Linked DNA regions of Muntiacus reevesi: region 1 is linked to region 2. The links are chromatin contacts, called in public Hi-C maps. All regions are on one chromosome and are shown on one strand. Each heading gives the region's core, a stretch centred on a gene start, on an enhancer-like site or on the middle of the called end of the contact. The rest is flanking DNA. Distances are from core to core; before and after follow the strand shown. Region 1 holds the start of NXN (nucleoredoxin). Region 2 holds the start of MRM3 (mitochondrial rRNA methyltransferase 3).

The links. A called contact is a pair of places that touch in the nucleus more often than the background predicts.
Region 1: a Hi-C map of blood shows a contact between it and region 2, with 7 times the contacts expected there. The contact joins the promoter of NXN here to the promoter of MRM3 in region 2. A contact is called at or near these places in 2 of 3 Hi-C or Micro-C datasets (blood and muscle).

Annotation. Positions count from the first base shown.
Region 1 is chr18:39,966,278-39,972,466 of mMunRee1.1, forward strand. NXN (nucleoredoxin) reads right to left here and starts at 4,362. Exons shown (of 8, transcript XM_065909708.1): 1 at 3,880-4,362. The coding sequence starts at 4,239.
Region 2 is chr18:39,799,986-39,805,721 of mMunRee1.1, forward strand. MRM3 (mitochondrial rRNA methyltransferase 3) reads left to right here and starts at 1,268. Exons shown (of 4, transcript XM_065909712.1): 1 at 1,268-1,623; 2 at 1,878-2,047; 3 at 2,860-3,027; 4 at 5,146-5,736. The coding sequence starts at 1,310. The coding sequence ends at 5,678. It overlaps GLOD4 (glyoxalase domain containing 4), which reads right to left and starts at 1,248. Exons shown (of 9, transcript XM_065909713.1): 1 at 1,094-1,248. The coding sequence starts at 1,183.

The sequences.
Region 1 (6,189 bases), core at 3,112-5,611, 170 kb after region 2:
CATCCATACAGCCAATGGATTCAGGTGAATTCTAAGCCAAGTCTCTGACTCAGTCTGAACCACAGCCGACACAGGGTGCAGGAAGATACCACTTGCCCTGGCTGAAGAGGGTGGATCAGAGATGCTAGACCAGAACCCCCGACTCTGACACTCTCTGCTCCAACTTTCTTGTCCCCTTTCTGTAGGGCAGGAAGTTCTAGGACCAAGCCGGGGCCCACCAGACCTGTCCAGAGCAAGACCAGTGGTACTGCATCTTTTCATGTCAGGGTGCACACCCCGATCAAATGTTTTCCATCAGGCATTCAGTCCAGGCATAAATGGGCTTCTCTGGTGGCTCAGTGGTAAAGAATCCACCTGCCAATGTAGGAGGCTCAGGTTTTATCCCTGAGACTTGGGTTCCATCCCTGGGTCAGGAGGGTTGGGATGATCCCCTGGAGAAGGAAATGGCACTCCAGTATTCTTGTCTGGGAAATCCCACTGACAGAGCGGCCTGGCAGGTTACAGTCCACGGAGTCACAAAGAGCCGGACACAACTTAGCGCACATGTAAAGGGGCAGATCAAATCCCCAAAGTCCAAATCTTCACCACTTTCCAACTACCCATCACATTTTCTCTCCAGAGACGTGAAAAATGTCTATTAACAAAACAAGAAACAAACCTACTTTATTAAAACAAATCTAACTGCCTTAACTTTAGGATTATGTTTCCTGACAACACAGCTCTTACGAAAGCACTCAAAGTTCTATTATCTAATAATTTCTACATAGCTATTTATATGTGTGCTTGGAAGCCAAAAAATGAAGCTTCAATTACCTTTGCACCACCACGAAAGACGGCAGAAACAGGACAATCTTCCATAAAGAAATTTTTTTTTTCAAAGATGCAGGAATCCTATTAGCTGGTGTTCTCTCACAGTTTCAATCAAGGTGAGAGAAGCCAGGCAAAATGCAGTTTTAACATATATGGTTATCCCCAGACTTTCTTACTAAATAAGGGGGAAATTAATAAAAGCAGAAAAAAATACCACACGGTATTTTCTTTCCCCACCATAATTTTTCAATTTTCTTTAGAGAAATGCCAGCCAATAACTAATTAGAACCATATCCTTTGTTATCCCAATGGGAAGTATACGAATGGTTTTAAGAATAAATGTTAATGAGAACTTGAAAAAAATTAGTAATCTGGATCTTTGGTTTCCCCTCAATGTAAAAACAAAATCCTTTCCTTTAATGCTATTTTTATCATTGGGTGAAACAACATGGACAGGGTCCATCAACAAGACGGTAAGTGTCCACTGAGTCAGCACCCTGAACGGGGGTGGGGGGGGTGCCCTGGGTTTTTCACTGTTATCGCAGAATTGGCATCACAAGCTCACAGATTTCTAAGAAACCCGATTTCAAACAAGAGAGACAAAAACTCAAAATTACAGAAAAGGAACATTTTACATCTCTTTGGTTTCAAGGGAGAGAATAATTTCTTCCAAAGTAAGTACACAGCTGTTATAATTTCCAAGAGTATGTTTTCCATAAGAAACCCAGCTGGATAGAGCCTTTTTACCTGGTATGTCACCACAAAAAGGAATGTTTCTAGGATCAAATCTTGAGTTGCCTATTCACGAATATCCAGGGGCAGAAACTACCTTCTCAAAAACGGGACTTGTTTTAGAGAACAAAGTGAACCATAGAATGTGAGTCAGAAAAACTCAGAGTAAAAAATAAATTGGTAAAAAAAAATAAAAATAAATAAATAAATTGGTAAGATGCTAACACACCATGGCGAGGGCACATGCCAGCAAACTGAAGTGCATTTTCAAGTCAGGGTCTGCCCGGTATCATCCAGACCCTCATCTTGGTGGAATGAACAGGTCCAGGCTGGGGTCACAAACCACTTTTTGTGTGTGTGCAAAAGAACTTGGTCAGACATAGTGAAGCAGGCATGGTTTGTTGTTGCTGTTGTTGTTCTTCAGTCGTCCAGTTGTGTCCAACTCTTTGCGATCTATTGGAGTGCAGCATGCCAAGCCTCCTGTCATCCTGTTGTCCCCTTCTCCCACCTTCAATCTTTCCCAGCATCAGGGTCTTTTGTCACATAAAATATTCTTTTTGGAAGAAAAGGTTTAGGCATTTGCAAAACATCTCAGTTTGCTCCTTATTTTACTATCCAGCAAATTTATTTCCAACACTTATGAGGGAAAAAATAACAATAGGTCTTAAGTCTGTAACATTTTACCATCATTGTGTATTTGCAAAGCTAGAAATCATTTGTAATGCCCAATAAGGACAGTGCTTTACACAGACTTTGGTCTACAATAGAAATAGGCCATAATAATGAAAATATTTCTTGATAAATCATTTTCTGGACATTACTCCTCCCCAAAAGGATCATAAAAACTACCACCAAGGAAAACAAAGGATTCCCATGTTTTAAAGCAAAAAAAGGACTGGCCATTCATATTCCTGCACTGTACCAAGCAGATAAGTCAAATATGGGCAAGATCATCTAAAAAGTGCTTAAAACGCAAAGTGTTGCCTCTGTGTGGCTTATGAGTCCATGTTTTTCCAATGCTAAATCTACAAAATCTATTTGTTAAACTGTGTTTCATACTTTGAATACCAAGTCTGTACCTTACATTGCTTCTGTGGATGATTTACTTGAGACATATGGGGCCACAGTATAAGCCTTTTATTCTCACTAAATCTAAATCATGCTTCTCAACAAGATTCTATAGGCATTAAAGAAACAAATGGCATGCCCTTACCATCCACCGGAGTGGAATCTAAATGCCCCCAGCCGAGCCCTTCTGTCCACTCCAGAAACAGAGATTTTCCTCAGGAAAGCACCGGGCTGGATTCACACGTTGTAGCAGGCATACTAATTAAGCAAGAGCGCTCCAAAACTTTTTCTGTTTCGATTCATGGCAAAATTTCCTGAATTCGTTTTATTAAAACAGACATCTCCATCCAACAGACACACTCAAAAATCCAAGCTAATTTCAGCAGCAAACCCGCGGGAGAGGAGGGGTTGAGAAGTTGACAGAGGACTGTAAATTTCCCCCAATCCTCATTCTTCTGGTCAGTCTGCACTTAAGGAATCGGTTCAGCGTTTAATTCGATGCCAAGATACCAGTGGCCCACCAACCAAGCCACTAACAGCCACATGGACGGGTCTGGTCCGGTGCCCGGGAGGTATCGGGGGGGATGGCTGGCTGGACAGCTAGACAATGAAAGTCTCCCTGGTGGCCTCTAGTTCAGTCCGAGGGAGGGAAAAGCGGGAGCGGAGGGAGGGCAAGGGGAGACGACCAAGCTTCCTTCTCCCCCAGAGCCACGGTCAGCGACTGACACCCCCACCCCAAGGCGCCGGGGGACCCGCCCTCGGCCACAGCAGGAGGTAGCCTCAGGAAAGCAGATTTCTCTCGGAGAGAGAGGAAACTTCCTGGTTCGGGCATTATGGGTAGGGGGCCGGCGCCCTCCCGCCCCCACCACAGGTAGCCGCGGGGAGTCGATGGCTGAGGGAAAGAAGGGGCCCCCTCCCCGCGCCTCTGCCCGGGGCTGGGGGTCACCGATTCGGGACCCCCCCGACAGCAGCCACCCGCTACGGGAGGCTCCCAACATGCGGGGACCCGGCCCTCGACTCCCCAGGACGTGAGTCAGGGTCCCGGGGGCTGAGGGGTTTCAAACTTCCCCAGCGGGCGCGGCCTGGCACCGACACCGAGTTGCCGCCGCGGGAACCCAGAGCCGGCGGGTTCCCGGGACGGGAGGCGGTCAGAGGCAGGGGACGCTGAGGAGCAGGAGAAGCGCGTGCGCTACAGGAGAGGGCAGCGGGGGCGCCGGGGGCCGCGAGGACCGGCTCGCGGGAACGCTTTACGAGGCCGGCGTCGCTCACCTTCCTGTGCTTCTCCTTGTAGGGTAGCGCCAGCCACGGCATGTCCCGCACGAAGTCCTGCCACTGCCGCTGGTCCTGATCCGAGGACACGAAGACGATCTCCAGGCGGCGCCGCGGCTCGGGCTCCGCCGCCGCCCCGGCCCCCGGCCCCGGCCCGGGCCCGGCCGCCGCGTCCCCCCGCAGGCGGCCGTAGAAGGCGGTCAGGCTGGCGCTGAGCTGCGCGCAGGGGGCGCTCAGGCTGCAGCCGAAGTAGAGCCCGAGCAGCGAGATGCCGCGGGAGGCCAGCGAGTGCACGTCCACCTCCTCGCCGCCGCCAGTCACTAGCTTCTCGCCCAGCAGCTCCTCCAGGAAGCCCGACATCCTGGCCCACCGCAGCCCGGGCTCGCGGGCACCCGGGCGGGCAGGCGGCGGCGACCCCGCTCCCTCGGTCCGCGCGGCGGGCGGAGGCGGCAGCTGCGGCGGCGTCGGCGGGCACAGGCGGGAGGAGAGCCACGCCCACGCCACGCCCATTCACCATGCCACGCCCCCTCTGTAGCTGAGCTTGCCTCCGACCACTGGCTGCGACCGGCGGCGCGGGCTCCCGCCGCGTGGCCGAAGTGCTCCGGAGATAGTCGTGGCGAGAAGGCTGACCCGAGACTCTCCGGTCTGTCGGAAATGCCTGAGACCTAAGTGAAGAAAGCAGACGGGGTCGCTGAGCCAGCCTTTCCGAAGCTGCAGTCAGCGCAGAACCGGGCTTGGCCTCGCCCCTACCTCCCATTTCCTCTTCGCTCCCGAATTCCAAATTCTCTCCCGAATTCTCCAAAGATCCCCACCCGAGTTCTCTTATCCCTCCTTGTTCTTCCCTGCACTCTCCCTACCCACAGCCTATCCCGTTGGCCCTTTGTACCCCCACTGATCTCATACTTGTAGGACTTAAACGTCTTCACACAATGATAACTTGGTCCGGCTAGGTCTTGCTGATCTCTCTGTATGTTTTGTGTTCTCTACCACAAGAGGCCGGGAGGACGCCACCTCTTATGTTTCTTGTGTAGCTTCTGATACAGCGATGGGCACATGGGAGGGAATCCATAAGTACTTGTGGGTTGATCGCAGGTCGCAGTGTGGATTTCAGTCTCCAGGTCGCCGCGGTCATTCCTCACCAGCGAGTGGCTCTCTTCCATCTCCACAAATATAGGCAACAGATGCCGCGGCATCTCTAAATCGATGCTGGCTGCTCTCCTAAAACGGTTCCATAGCTTCTACCCAAGTCTGTTGATAGTTGAGAGAAATTCTATGGATTTTTTTTTTTTTTTTTTTTTTTGCCAGCTGGCGAGATGCTGCCCTATGCTTAAACTGAACCTGGATTAAACAGGTGGTCTGTGGCAACTCTTCCGGCCTCCCCACAACACATACACGAAAAAAGAAAAATTATACCATGCCCACTCGCAACAGAGGAACAAGAACGTGCCAGCTCAACTACCAACAACCCAGTTAAAGGAAAGAACACCCCTCTCACCGCCCTCCACCAGGCCTTTGCAAGTTATTTCTTGGGCATCCACCGCCATCTAGTGGAAAGAGCAAGAAAAGACAAAGGGATACCAGCAACCATGCAGAATATTTGTATTTTATAGCTGCTTTCCACACACACACACACACACACACACACACACAAATCATAACCCACTTTACAAGAGTTCATTTAAACCTCATAATACAACCACAAGCTTTTTGGCACAAACATAAATTTTCGTGCCTAAGGTTCCCAGTTTTTCTGGGATAGAACAAGGAATTGTACTGGTTCTCAGCTCAGTGAAATGTTACCACAGAAACTGATGAAAGAGGTGGAGGTGGACACCACGGGTAGACTGACAATCTCTTGAATGATAGCCACTTTCTCAGTATCCACCTAACACTGCTGCTCATTTCATAAGTAGGCTCTTTGGATTGAGGATTGCCTTTAGGCAGCAAGAACCCTATGATAATGGCAAATTCTGAGTTCATTCTGAGTGTCCTGGCAAAATTCTGTGTGACTGAAGAGACAGTATTATTACCAACACATGGAAAGCATCACTTTTTAGTGAAAACATATAAAAGCCATTAACATAGCAGACATTAATTTGTTAGATATCTTTTTAAAATTCTGGTAGTGGGTTAAAATGTTTTCTTTTCTCATCCAAATCGTATAGTTGAAATGCCCGTGGGTGGGTTGCATCAGGTGTGATCCAAATCATGTAAGACAGACTCCTATACCCTGAACGCTGAAGAAATGTAAGAGGACCATAAGCATCTTACTGATGCCTAGAGACAAAGTATTTGTTGTGGAGGGAGGTG
Region 2 (5,736 bases), core at 18-2,517:
GATCAAACCCTCAGCTAACCCAGTCGCTCACCAACAGAACACCCTGAGGGGAATTCAGGATGGAAAAATAACAAGAAGCATTCTTTGCTTCTGGATACTGGTCCTAGACATTTTTTTTTTTGGGGGGGGGGTGGATACTGGTCCTAGACATTTAAGATGCATTTCTAAGGAAGAATTTTAAGGTACTCAGAACCCATCTTCCCACGTACAGAAAAGCACTAAAACCATTAACTTCAGCTGTCTATTTCTGTGCTTAGCAGTAATCTTTTGATGTTCCTACATGGTTTTGGGTTCTTCCCCGTCTTCAAGCAAAAAACTCATATACTTTCTAGCTCCTCCCTTGCCTCTTCAGATCAGTTCCTCAGAGCTATCGAGAGGCTGTCTTCCACATTAGAGTCCTTAGGAAGATCCCCAAATAAAAATTAACTAAAAAATCTTAGGTTGTTAATTTTTTTTTTTTAGGTTGTTAATTTTTCTTTCAGCTGACAACATCTAAAGTCCCTGCGTATCAGGAGCCTTACAACAGCTTGCACCTGTGCTTGCCACCCAGGTGATCTCTGCAGAATCACAGCTGGGGAGATGCCACTTCCAGGTGTTCTGATTTCACACTTCTGAGATGAGCTGGAGTGTTCACCTAGACAGACTGAGTGATCCATTCAAACCAGCCCCAAGAGAAGTAGAGCTCTAAATTATGCTGGTATCTAAAACCAAAAGGTTCCAAATCAGAAGAGTCATTGTTTACTGGAAGAGTATTACGTAACCTTTTATTTACTATCTTTCCCATAGACTGGAAACTTCGCAAAGACAGGAATAAACATTCGTGAAAGAGCTCAAACTGAAAGGACCTGTGTGGGCACACAGTCGGCAACTAGTAAGTGTGAGCCCCCTTTCAAAGTCCATCTAACCCAAGCCGCAATTCGTGATGCTTCCTGAACCTGAAAACCACAGAGTTAATGGGAAGTCCTGCGGCTAAGGTCCGACACCCGGGTTCGCGGTGAAATTCACATCGCACCCCTTTCTCCTCCCTCGGCCAGGTGGGGTTCAGTCACTCGCGCACCCCTCGCGCTCCAGCCCCTCTCCGCCCCTCCTGCACCTTCATCCCCAGGACATCGCGATAGAAATACGCCGTCTCGAAGCGGTTTCCCACTTTGAACACGAAGTGCAAAGCTCTGCGATTCGCCATGACCACCTACACTACCGCCGGTCACGCGCAGAGCGGCGCACAAACCACAGCTGACGCCGGCGCGTTAGTGATGTCACTGTCCGCCGCCGGCGCGCTTTCGTGACGCAGCCCACGGGGCGGGGGAAGATGGCGGCGCTAGTGAAGCGCGTGGGATGGGCTACGCGACCGTTGCTGCCGGTGGTGCTGGCTTGGGACCTCGATGCGCGGCGCTGGGTCCGGGCACTGCGGCGGAGCCCCGTGAAAGTGCTGTTTCCATCTGGTGAGGTTGTGGAACGGAAGGTCGATCCCAGGAAACAGCCTCGGAAGGCGGCTGCAGAGGCTAGTCACCGGGAGCAGCGACAGAAGCAGCAGATTCAGGGGCCAGCATCTCAGACGCTCAGCACCTGGGAAGAGTCGGGGCTTCGCTATGATAAGGCTTTCCCTGGAGACAAAAGGCTGAGGTGATGTGTTCCCGAGGCTTGTCGAGTTTTCTCGTTTCTCCTCCCTCCTCAGAGCGAGACCTTGACCTCTTTCCTTGCGTTGGAGGACTTCGTGCAGCACACCTCGCTGGTTTTTATTATGCACAGAGGGCAGAATAAGTGTCTTTCTAACAGTTTGTTTCTTTCCCTACGAAGCTCTTCATGTCTGCTAGAGCTCGATGTGTCTCCGTAATGAGGATGTTGGTAATTACGCCTCTTTTTGTTTGCACCCACAGCAGTGTGATGACCATAGTTAAGTCCAGGCCATTTCGAGAAAAGCAGGGGAAGATCCTTCTGGAAGGTCGTAGACTGATTGCAGACGCTCTCAAGGCTGGTGCTGTGCCGAAAGTTTTCTTCTTTAGCCGTCTGGAATACATAAAGGAGCTGCCCATTGAAAAGCTGAAAGGTGTTAGCCTCATTAAAGTGAAATTTGAGGATATCAAGGATTGGTCCGACCTGGTAACACCACAGGGAATAATGGGTCAGTGGTTATTCAGTGTGTCTGTAGAAGGGGAGACTTGGGATTATTTGTTCATACTTGTCTCAGGGCAACAAATTTAGATGAAATTCAAAATATTACTGGGCCTAACCTTTTCTTAACAGCAGTTTCCAAATCTGTGACTCTTGTAGTTTAAGTAGAAACTGAAGCCAGTTTTCTGTCATCATTTGTTTTGTGAATTTTTATAGTCTGTAGGGAATAATCACACCTCCTCAGACCTTATATTTTGGGGGTCACTTCAACCTTTAATGTCCAGTTAAAACTTAAGAAAATGTTGGGAATTCTCTGGGGCAGTCCAGTGGTTAGGACTTGGTGCTTTCACTGCCTGTGGGCCCAGGTTCATTCCCTGGTGAGAGAACTAAGATCCTGCAAGCCACTTAAGTGTGACAAAAAAAAAAAAAAACACCCAAAAAACTAGATTACAGAATCATTACATAGAGTGTGATTTTACTACAAAAAAAAAAGCACTTATATATGGGTGGAGGGACATAAATGTAGGGAAGTGCATGGAAGAAGTTCTGAAAGCATACATTCCACTATTGAAAGCAGTTATGAGGGGGGTTATGTGCGGGGCCGGGGGGGCACATTGAATTTTTCCAACCAGAATGTTTACATGTAGTATGTAATTACAAATACACCAAGACTGATAAATAACCAAAATGTCAAATTACTCACCATACCCACATCAGACAAATGAACCACATTTCTTGTTTCCTCAGGGATTTTTGCCAAACCTGACCATGTTAAGATGACATACCCCGAGACTCAGCTTCGCCACACACTGCCCCTGTCATTGATTTGTGACAATCTCCGTGACCCTGGGAACCTGGGGACAATTCTGCGATCTGCTGCTGGGGCAGGCTGCAGCAAAGTGTTACTCACCAAAGGTAAGATCTCCTGTTACTGGGTGGATTAGGCGCCTGATTGTAAGTGAGCTGGCTCCGTGGGCAGATGTGTATGGATTTGGTTCTTGGATCTGTCCCTTGGTGGCTCTGTGTAAGTGAGCAGCATTTCGAGCATCAGTTCACTTATCTGTAAAGTGGGCGTAACAGATCTACCTGGTAGGGTTGTTCTGAGGATTAAGTGAGATGAATGTCAAGTACTCAGCACCATGCCTGGCATGCTCATTCTTGTTGATTATCTTTAAAATTATTTTGACACCTGCTAGGTTTTTAAAAGAACTTAAAATTAATTAAGGAAGACATAGATGCCGGTTTTAACACTTGGTTCTGTCCTCTCATCATAAAGAGAAATTTGTAGCCTTGGTTCCAAACAGCCTTGCCTGACAGTTGGGACGTGCCTAACAGACCTACTGTGGCCTGGAAGGAGGAGGAGGGAGAGGATCATCCATCAGAATCAGTGAAGCTGCCATTCGGTGTAAACAGAAGTGGTCCCATTACTGAGACTCGCCTATATTGCTCTTCCCAGCTCTTTCCCCCCATCACCCCTACCTGGGGTGCATCTCTCTGCCAGCATGAAAGTGAGACTCGGAATCCCTACATCCATACCCCGCTCACCTGCCTCACTGTTGAGAGCTCTGAGAGCAAGTGTGGTTTGGGGAAATGGACGTGTATCACCCAGGCAGGCATTTGCCACGTTGTTGCTGGTGGCTGGTATGGGAGAGGTAGAGAAAGGTGGGGAACACCTGATGTGATGCCCAACGTAGAGGACCCGAGGATGAGGAGGAATCTCAGCTTGTCCCTTAATCCTAACTGGGTGGAGAAGTCAGACTAGAAGGCACCTCTTCTGCCCCGACTGCCAGCCTCTTGGCACACAGCCCACCTCCCAGCCCGTTTCCCACGGTGCTCGGGAGAGCCTGTGGTTGGGGACCCACGTAGACAGTGTTACCTTCTCTACGTCTTTTTTTCCTTTTTGAACTTGGTTTGCCTACTTAACCTTTCCTGAAGTTTGATAGATTAACTTTTAAGATAATTTACAATGAGGAGATGTGTGCTAACAAGTCAGGGAGGGTAGTAGATATGCGGTGCCCCAGTCTGCTGTCTCCTGGCCTGTGGCACTGGGAAGGGCTATGCGTCTGCTGATGCATGGAGGCAGTTGTGTTTAGCACGACTGCAAAGACAGGGTGTGTGCAGGATAGGGCTCTGGCCTTGGTTTTTCCCAGGATTGCTGTAATTTCCCCATTAATAGTGTCTTCCTTGCTCCGGTCCAGATTCAACATTGAAGCCAAATGGATCTTTCTAAAATATAAACCAGATTCTGTTCCTACTTTGCTTAAAATGCTTTGGTGACATGTTGTCTTCTGGGTGAAACCCTAAACCCCTCGGCTGGGCACACCAGCCTCCTTTAAACTGGTCCTTTCCTGCCTCCTAACTCATCTCCCACCTCTTCCCCATTAATTGATTCGATTATCATACTTCCAGTGTTTGAACTAATTGCTGCTTCTATAACTCTCCTCTGCTCTGGCCTTTTCCTGACAAGATGCTCCTGTCCTTCACGATCCAGCTCAGCATTGTGTTCTCCAGGTGGTTTTTCCCTGATTGCCATGCTGTGTACAATGGTTTTCTATTACCCTGTTCATGCTTAACTTCAGTTGTTACTGATTATACAGTCACCTGCTGAAATGTCGTCCCAACACCATTGCCCACTCTATTACAAGCTCCTTGAGGTTGGGGATTTTAAGGTTCTCCCATCTCCTGTCCAAATGTCTGGCATGTGTGTGGGAGGTTTTTTTTTTTTTTTGGTCATGCCGCATGGTTTACCGGATCTTAGTTCCCGGATGAGGGATCCAACCCATGCTCCTTTGTAGTGGAAGTATGAAGTCCTAACCACTAGACTGCCAGGGAATTCTGTGTGGTGAATGTTGAAGGAATGAATAAAATCTGTTTCAGCTGGACGCTGCTACAGCTGGGGAGGCAGAGGTCCCAGCCACCAAGGCCATGATAGACATTTTTGCTTTATCGTGATCCAGAATTAATCTGGCTTCCTTCAAAGTCCCTTCTCTGGGCAGGTTCGTAATCTTAACTGGATCCTCTTTCATTTGATAGGCTGCGTGGACGCCTGGGAGCCCAAAGTGCTGCGGGCAGGTATGGGTGCACACTTCCAGGTGCCCATTATCAACAACCTGGACTGGGAGGCGGTGCCCGACCACCTGCCTGCTGATGCCCGCGTCTACGTGGCCGACAACTGTGGCCTTCACATGCAGGCCCAGGCCCAGGGGTCTAACAAGGCCAGTGACTACGGCTGGGTACGTGACCAACGCCCGCTGAAGTTTCATGAGTATGAGGAAGAGGAGGGTGATCTAGAGAGTGGAGAGAGTCAAGACTGGCTCCCTAAACTCGAGGTCCAGAGTTACGACTCAGACTGGACAGAGGCACCGGCGGCCGTGGTGATAGGTGGGGAGACCCACGGCGTGAGCCTGGAGTCCCTGCAGTTGGCTGAGAGCACAGGGGGCGGGAGGCTGCTGATCCCCGTCGTGCCCGGCGTGGACAGCCTGAATTCAGCCATGGCCGCGAGCATCCTGCTCTTTGAAGGCAAAAGACAGCTGCGGGAGAGGGTGGAACACAGGGACAGGCGTTAACACTGAGAGGACAGCGTGTGGAAGCCATCCTCAGCTTGACGTTGTCTCTGTGGTTATT